Regions from separate parts of the Capsicum annuum genome. Here region 1 is linked to region 2. Evidence: chromatin contacts called from public Hi-C data. All regions are on one chromosome and are shown on one strand. The core of a region is the stretch at or near the end of the contact, and the rest is flanking DNA. Distances in the headings are between cores, read along the strand shown.

Evidence for each region. A called contact is a pair of places that touch in the nucleus more often than the background predicts.
Region 1: a contact with region 2 is called in a Hi-C map of leaf, with 2.0 times the contacts expected there. The contact joins the enhancer-like site here to the promoter of LOC107855895 in region 2. A contact is called at or near these places in 2 of 5 Hi-C or Micro-C datasets (bud and leaf).

The regions. Positions count from the first base shown.
Region 1 is chr6:195,703,285-195,707,456 of UCD10Xv1.1, reverse strand. LOC107855892 (protein STRUBBELIG-RECEPTOR FAMILY 6) reads right to left here. Exons shown (of 16, transcript XM_016700903.2): 11 at 4,006-4,172; 12 at 3,509-3,774; 13 at 2,654-2,786; 14 at 1,994-2,130; 15 at 1,706-1,862; 16 at 1,283-1,562. The coding sequence ends at 1,455. LOC107855846 (26S proteasome regulatory subunit 7 homolog A) reads left to right here. Exons shown (of 10, transcript XM_016700852.2): 10 at 312-629. The coding sequence ends at 469. Among protein-coding and RNA genes, the nearest start is that of LOC107855846, 8.0 kb to the left of the region's middle. Within about 2 kb of position 1,621, at least 4 of the 5 cell types and tissues checked have an H3K27ac peak or open chromatin away from gene starts, as enhancers often do. A contact at or near this core is called in bud and leaf, where this site is marked.
Region 2 is chr6:195,643,957-195,647,832 of UCD10Xv1.1, reverse strand. LOC107855895 (glutamate receptor 2.9) reads left to right here and starts at 1,496. Exons shown (of 5, transcript XM_016700907.2): 1 at 1,496-2,360; 2 at 2,558-3,876. The coding sequence starts at 2,075.

The sequences.
Region 1 (4,172 bases), core at 372-2,871, 59 kb before region 2:
TAAGGTAGCATCACCCTGAGGAGAAGTTTGGAAGAAGAGGATACTTCAATTAAGTTGGTTGTCTTGAAGAGTGAATAAGTTTAGCTGCTTTTGCTGACTTTATGGCATTTCAACAATATGATGAAGTGATGGTGGCAAATATGGAGGTCTAGAGAAGGTTAACTTTCGTGTAAAGAGAAGTGATAACTGATACGTTCACTTACATTTATTTTTGGACAAGTATAATTTCACTCATATGAATCGCTTAAATTTTCCAAATATTGTAGTAATGAGATGTATTTTGACCTTTTCATTGTTTTTATTTATTCCAGGAGCCGACATAAGAAGTGTGTGCACGGAGGCTGGAATGTATGCTATTCGAGCAAGGAGGAAGACTGTTACAGAGAAAGACTTTTTAGATGCCGTGAATAAGGTCATTAAAGGATATCAGAAATTCAGTGCAACACCAAAGTACATGGTCTACAATTAATTTGGACTACGTTTTTTTTGGTACAAACAATCAAGCGTTGGCAGGAATGGAGTGACATTGCTATATTTGCCCTTCAGTTATCCTTTGTACTCAATTTGATGATTATGTTGAGATTGCTATATTTGCCATTTAGTTATCCTGTGTGCTCAATTTGATGATTTATGCTGTCCGCTAAGATTTTATTACATGTTTATTTATCTCTCGGTGCTTCTGATTGTTGCCAAGAAAGATGCAGGACCGACTTCTGCATTGAAATGCCTGATGTCGGTGCTTTTGTTTGTCAAGGGAGGCATCTTATTGGCAAAGTAGGGCTGTTGTATCGTTCTAACATTAAGTAGTGTTTGTGTCCTAACCTGCCTTCTTCTATCTTCTGCTTGTCTTCAATTTTGCAAGCAGCACTATTTTCCCGGGTGTTAACCAATATGAAGTTTCACACGCGTTCTTAGTGGTGTTATAAATTGTTAAATATCATAGATCACTGCCTCCCGACATCAATTAGCCGGAGTCCCCCCCTCTCCCTCTCAAACCAATTAATGAATGAACCTTTGCCAGAAGGTAATAGTACAGGTGCAGAACTGCTTGGTTTGTTGAGTATAAATAACACACACTTAAAAGAGTCTTTCTCAAATGTCATTCGATATGCAAATGTGAAACTGTAATTTTTGTCATATTATCAACCCAAATCCGTTTATATCTCAACTGTCAATCGAAGTCGTTTATATGTCAACTGGTCTCCCGTAGCTAACAATATCAGGGAACATAGTACAAACGATGGTATACATTCATATATGTGGTAATAAGGTTCTGCGTAAATAGAGAGAATTTGTGTATGAATAGCAGATCAGACAATATATATATTGTGCATATGGTATTTAATTGAATACACTCTACAGAAAAAGATATTCTGGGTCTCCATAAACATCAAACAGTTTACGAGAACTATTTGTTGAACAAGTCAGCAGGTCCTGAACATCTCTTCGTCCATTCAGTCCTGATCATCACTGTGTAACCTCTTGCTCATGTTTGCTCGTTGCACTAGTCTGACTAATGCTTGAACCACTTCAGACATAGGTGGCCGGAACTCAGGCTCAGGCTGACAACATACACAAACATTGAGCTAGTGAGCGTGGTCTAAGGGAGTGTTAACGTTGTTGTAAATTGAATACATGGCATATATCAGATTAATGATTTGAAGTTAAATTGATTCAAGTAAATTAAAAAACAGAGGGAGTATACCTGAACACAGAGAGCAATAACATCAGCAAACCGGGACAAAGATTTTATAGAGTAGAGTCCAGTGAGCGATGGATCGACCATCTTTTCCAAGGCATCAATATCATGGAGCTGAGGGGTAGCCCATCTAACTAAAGACTGTTCAGATCTTGGTCTTGAGCTGAGTATGAGAAGACCACACACATTTTATTATAATAATAAAAAGTTGTCTAAAATCTCTTTTTCTTTGTTTCCAACAGACTTAGGTTTGAAATATAATCATATATTGGTGCTTAAATATAATAAACTTACCGATCGAAAGGTTTTCGTCCAGAGAAAAGTTCCAACATAACAACTCCAAAGCTGTATACATCACTCTTGGTAGTACATTTTCCAGATATTGCAGCCTCGGGTGCGCCATATCCAGATTCTATATTATGGTTCAATCCCTATAGGGAGACAAAAAAAATCCCAGTTGAAGCCATTCAGAAAATACTGATGTTGAGCTAACTAGCTAGTTTGAAGTGATTTGCCATATTTCCAATGCAAAAGATAAAAACTCAGCAAAATTGGATGACTTTATGTTGCCAAAAAACTAAAAAAATGATATTTGTGTGAGGCACTTTAAAGTTGATGACTTTTATGTGATATAAAGTAGAAAAGTAATTTCTATGTGATAACCTTTAAGTTTAACGACTTTTATGTAACAAAAAATAGAAAAGTGACTTTTATGTCATGTACATGAAGCCGAATGATCATCGGTGAAATTTACTCGCATTTTGCTTTATGGTCTCTTATAATTTTTCTTCACTTCACCATGACATTCATCTAAAACATTAAATTGACTCCCTGATATATTACTTTAGTTATGCCTATTTTGTCTAATGTGAAACTGAGTTGCATATGCATGATAACATTTTTCAAAACAATCCCACAGAACACTTTAGAGGAAGGCAAAACACAAAGCATTACCTGATCTACATCAGCCATAAGGTTTGCCAACCCACTGTCTGATAGATGAGGATTGAGATCAGCATCAAGTAAAATATTTTCAGATTTGATATTTTTATGAACTAAAGATGGAGAACAAGCTTCATGTAGGTACCTGCAAAGGATGCCTGAATTAGCTATTGAACAAAACCTGCTAGTCAAAATTGGAGAAATGGAAATCACAAATAGAAAATTTATTGTGAAGCTCTGCTTAGCTGTCTAGTGGAAACACATCTATGTCAAGAACTTCAAATTATTCCTTTTTGTATTCGAACCTAGTACCGTAGAAGCAGGGTCGGTCTAGAGGGGCGAGAGGGTGTTCATCCGAACACTCTTGACAACAAAATTACACTGTATATTTAGGGTAGACTTTATGTGTTAATGTACACAGAGATTTTGGATCCTTTGAACAATATGCAAAAGGTTAGCTCAGTGGTTCTTAGGGGCTGCATTATTTTTTACATCTTTAATTTTCGAATCCCTGAGTGAAAATCCTGGATCAGTCCCTGTACAAAAGCTTGATATTTAAGTGGAGAAAGGTAGAGGAGCAAACCTATTATTCACTGAATTTCTAACCATACGTCGTTGGCTCTCTGAGATTTCTTGATTTTTAAGAAAACAAATCATAACTCGAGAGGCGCTCGATTTACTTTCACAACATCAATTTGTTCCTCCTCCAAAAATAATGAAGGATCAAATACTAGAAGATCTATCTATTATAGATTAGGTAAGATAACCATAAAAAAAAAGAGAAATTAAGCAAACAAAAGTTTGCTCCAAGTTGCATTAGCATTATGTGATGTTCAATGAAGGTAATTTGTATATTATGAAACTCACTCGAGTGCTTTTGCTGTGCCAAGTGCAATCTTGACTCTTGTATCCCATGTTAGTCGCGTGTTATCGTCATCCATCTTATGTAGGAAATCATGCAGAGAACCATTTTCGTGGAATTCATGAACCAGCAAGTGCTGCCCATCTTCTGAACAATAACCAACCAGTTCCGTTACATTTGGATGGTCCAGCTGGGATATGTCAGGAACCATCTTGAGAAAATCTTCAGGATTCCGGAGCTCAGATGAATAAAGTTTCTTGACAGTGAGAACCTACAATATTTCAAATAAAGTGGGAATTTAAACGATCAGAATCACTTACATGAGCAAACTGAACGTTAGCTGCTACATGAAATAGTTAAAACAACAAACAGAAGTGACATATCTTTTTCTTGTAGAACCATTAGTTACATTTGCATCAGTCAAAAGACTTTGTCATGAAGAATTCAAATAGTTAAGAATGATTCTTTTTCTTTTATGGTATCCATGAGAAAGAGATATTACTTTGCCATTGCCAAAATGAGCCCGATATACACTCCCAATGGATCCATCACCAATAAGGTTTTCAACGCTGAAGCTATCAGTAGCCATTTGTACATCTGCAATTGAATATTGCACAGCTTTTGTTTCAGTTGTACGAGTTTTCTTCTGCAGAATAATGAGTTTTGCTG
Region 2 (3,876 bases), core at 247-2,746:
CTTGATATGAAACTGCTTTATAATGGCTCTCACCTATATTGTGTAAAAATATTATATTTCTGTTTTGATTTCTCTGCGTACCAGTACTTTTGTATAGACCCTCTCTCCTCCCAGGTTCGGAGGAACAGTCTAGGGGTCCAGACAACCAATAGATTCCTTCCGACAAATCGCAGAATCAAGTGGCGAGTCTTCTATATTTCAGAAGGCCTGATATCTGCAGTTTAATTTATCATTTATTAGTTTTGGGTTTACTGGGGGCTTTGTCCTAGTTTTCAGATAAGATTTCGCAGACGTTATAGAGATGTTGTGTTGAGATTATGGGACATTATTCCCCATTATTACTTTCGCATGATTCTGGAACATGTTTCCGTTATATTGTGTATCTTCCGCATTTCTTTTATCATATAAATTGTGTACATAATTACCAGATAGATAGGGGTGTTTCAGGCCTCATGGTTCGAAATACTTGTCACGGACAGGGCCCAGTTCGGGTCGTGACAATACAATATGTGAATGGGCAACAGATAATTAGTAGTACTGAATTTATAATGCAGGTGCTAGGAGATAAGAAATCAACCACAGATAAAGACTACAATTATAGATCTTTCATCAAAAAAATAAAGGTCATAGTTATGGATAGGGGTGTTCACGGTTTGATTTTTAACCAAATCAAATCGCGATCCAAATCAAACCGATTAAAAAAACCGATATTTGGTTAGGTTTGATTTGGTTTGGTTTTGAATTTAAAAAAACCGATACTAATTTGGTTATATATTACAATTATTTATATATTATTCATAAATACAATCTAAATATTTGTTACATTTTATATTTTAATCATGATTTAACTTTAGTCGTAACACATTCAGTCATATGTCTTCATCCAGTTGACAGTACCCTATGAGATTCTAAATGAATTTCGCATTTTGAATGACAAATGATACTAATTGTGAAAATAATATCTTGTTGCATATTGAAATTTACAGCTGAGAGAGTTGAGATTCATTAGACTATAGACAATCACTATTTTTAACTTTCTTTTTTAACCTTGATGAGCAAGAAGTTTATGTGTTCACCTTTTGGGGGTTTATCATATCATTCTGTTAAATATTGTTTTTAAATATTTTCTTAGAAGTGTTCATATGGTGTTGTCATGGCTTTGCCGAAGTATAATACTCAATTGACATCATAGTTTCAAGGTTGAGATACAATACTCAGTGATTTGTTTTTTAAATTTTCAACTTTTATCATTAGCTAAAGTTATAAACCGAAAAAATCAAATCAAACCGAACTAAACCGACAAGAACCAAACCGATGGTTATTTTTTTATTTGATTTGGTTTGGTTTTAGAAATTTTAAAACCGACTAAGTTGGTTTGGTTATGATTTTGACCAATAACCAACCCAAACTGACCCATGAACACCCCTTAGTTATGGATCATGAGTAATTAAAGATTTTATGACCTACTACTGCGTGGAAGACAAGCAGTAGTAATGCAATATGTTCAATTCGATATCATAGGTAAATTCCCAAGCAGCTTCCTCTTGCATTAACAATTACAATGAGCCAATGGCATTGACACCAACATATATATATATAATCATCTCAAAACCTAACCGTTGATGTTAACTGCTTTCGCCAATCGGAGAGGTGGTTGTTGGTGTGTTTGTTGTGGTGCGCAAGGAAAGTTATTACTGACATAGTCTAAGTTGAGCTATTTCTGGACTTTCACAGTGATAGTCAGCGTTAAATGGATTAAAAAGGACTTAGGATTGGGGAAATAAGTCAACTAAATCAATTTTGTCTCTGAGTTCATTTAGTCAGTCTCAATAACCAAACGACATATTTTCAACTGTTAGTTCATTGAAACTTCATCTTTGACTTCTCTGTCTGCATTTATGGGGCTTGGTCTTAGTATTTACTGGTCGAAGGTTATGAAGTTCCCTGTACTGAAGCAATATATTTAGAGCCACACAGTTTAGAGAACTTTAGACACATCTCTGAAAGGTGGTTACTTGCACAAACACAACTACTTCTTGCTCAGCTCTCAAATTACTTGTCCATATTTCTCAAAATGAGAAGTCCAAGATGCCACTTCGTAATTCTTTTCATTCAGTTTGTCTCCATCATTAGCTTTTACCACTGCGTAATGCCAATAAGAGGTGAAGATAATAAAACTAGTGTTGTAAAAGTGGACGTGGGAATAATTCTTGATCTGGAAACAGATGTGGCAAAAGTAATGCACACGTGTATTCTACTAGCACTTGAAGATTACCGTGCCTCCGCTAATCGCAGTGCCATTAGAATAGTCCCTCACTTGAGGAATTCCAAGAAAGATGATGTTGAAGCAGCATCCGCTGGTAAATTCAGTTCCGTGATTTACTTCTGTTAAACTAGCATGTCTTACTCTCTTTGTTTCACGAGTTAGACCTACTCTGTTAGTCAGTCATTCATGCCCTACTTGCACAAGATATTCTCTTTTTCTCTAAGATATTGTTTTTCCTATTTTGAAAGTGATTTTCAGATACTTTCTTACAGTTTGATTGTGTATGTGCAGCCATATACTTGCTAAAGGATGTCCAAGTGCAAGCTATCTTTGGGCCACAAATGTCTACACAAACTGATTTTGTCATTGACTTGGGGAACAGAGTAAAAGTCCCTGTCATTTCTCCAGCAACAAGTCCTTCACTTTCAGTCAAGGAAAATCCCTACTTCATCAGAGGAGCACTTCCTTCTTCCAGCCAGACTAAAGCCATTGCAGCAATTGTTAAATATTACGATTGGAGGGAGGTTGTAATCATCTACGAGGATAGCCCCTTTGGAACCGGGATACTTCCACATCTGACTGATGCCTTATTGGAAGTCAACACTAAGGTCTCCTATAGAAGTGTTATTTCTCCTTCAGCAAATGATGATCAAATCCTCAAGGAGTTATACAATCTGAACACAAAGCAGACCAGGGTGTTTGTCGTGCACTTGCAACTGTATCTTGCCTCACGCCTTTTCCTCAAGGCCAAAGAAGCCGGGATGATGAGCAGCGGATATGCATGGATCATTACAGATGTGCTAACGAGTCTTCTAGACTCGGTAGATCATTCAGTGATTGAGTCATCAATGCAAGGTGTTCTTGGTATAAAACCTTATATTCCAAGATCAAATGAGCTTAGCAATTTCACAAAGAGATGGAGAAAGAGATTCCGTGAAGAGTATCCAGACATGGACCCAGTTGAACTCAATGTTTTCGGGCTATGGGCGTATGATAGCATCACCACATTAGCAAAAGCAATAGCGGAAGTGGCAACTACTGCTATCCCTAAATTCAAGAAAGCAAACGCTAGAGAGAATTTAACGGACTTAGATGCACTTGGAACCTCAGAATTGGGATCTCTGCTACTCGACTCTATGCAAAACACAGTGCTAAAAAGAGGACTTAGTGGTGAATTCCGTATCATCGAAGGAGAATTGCAGCCATCCCCATATGTGATTGTGAATATAATTGGGAAAGGAGAGAGAAGCGTTGGATTTTGGACAGAGAAGGATGGCATTTCTTATAAACCGAAGATGAACAGTAAAACGGCTAAGAGTATTAATGAGCCACTGGGAGCCATCATTTGGCCCGGTGAATCTACTATTGTTCCGAGAGGCTGGGAAATACCCACAAGTGGGAAGAGATTAACGTTTGGAGTTCCTGTCAAAGGAGGGCTGGAGCAATTCATTAAAGTGGAAATAGATGCCAAAACACAAGCAGTAACTGCAACTGGTTTCATTCCAGATGTCTTCAGGGAAGTCATCCGATCTTTGCCATACGCCGTCCCTTACGACTTTATTCCATTCCCAATAGAACATATCCCCACTTCTCAAGACTATGATGATCTT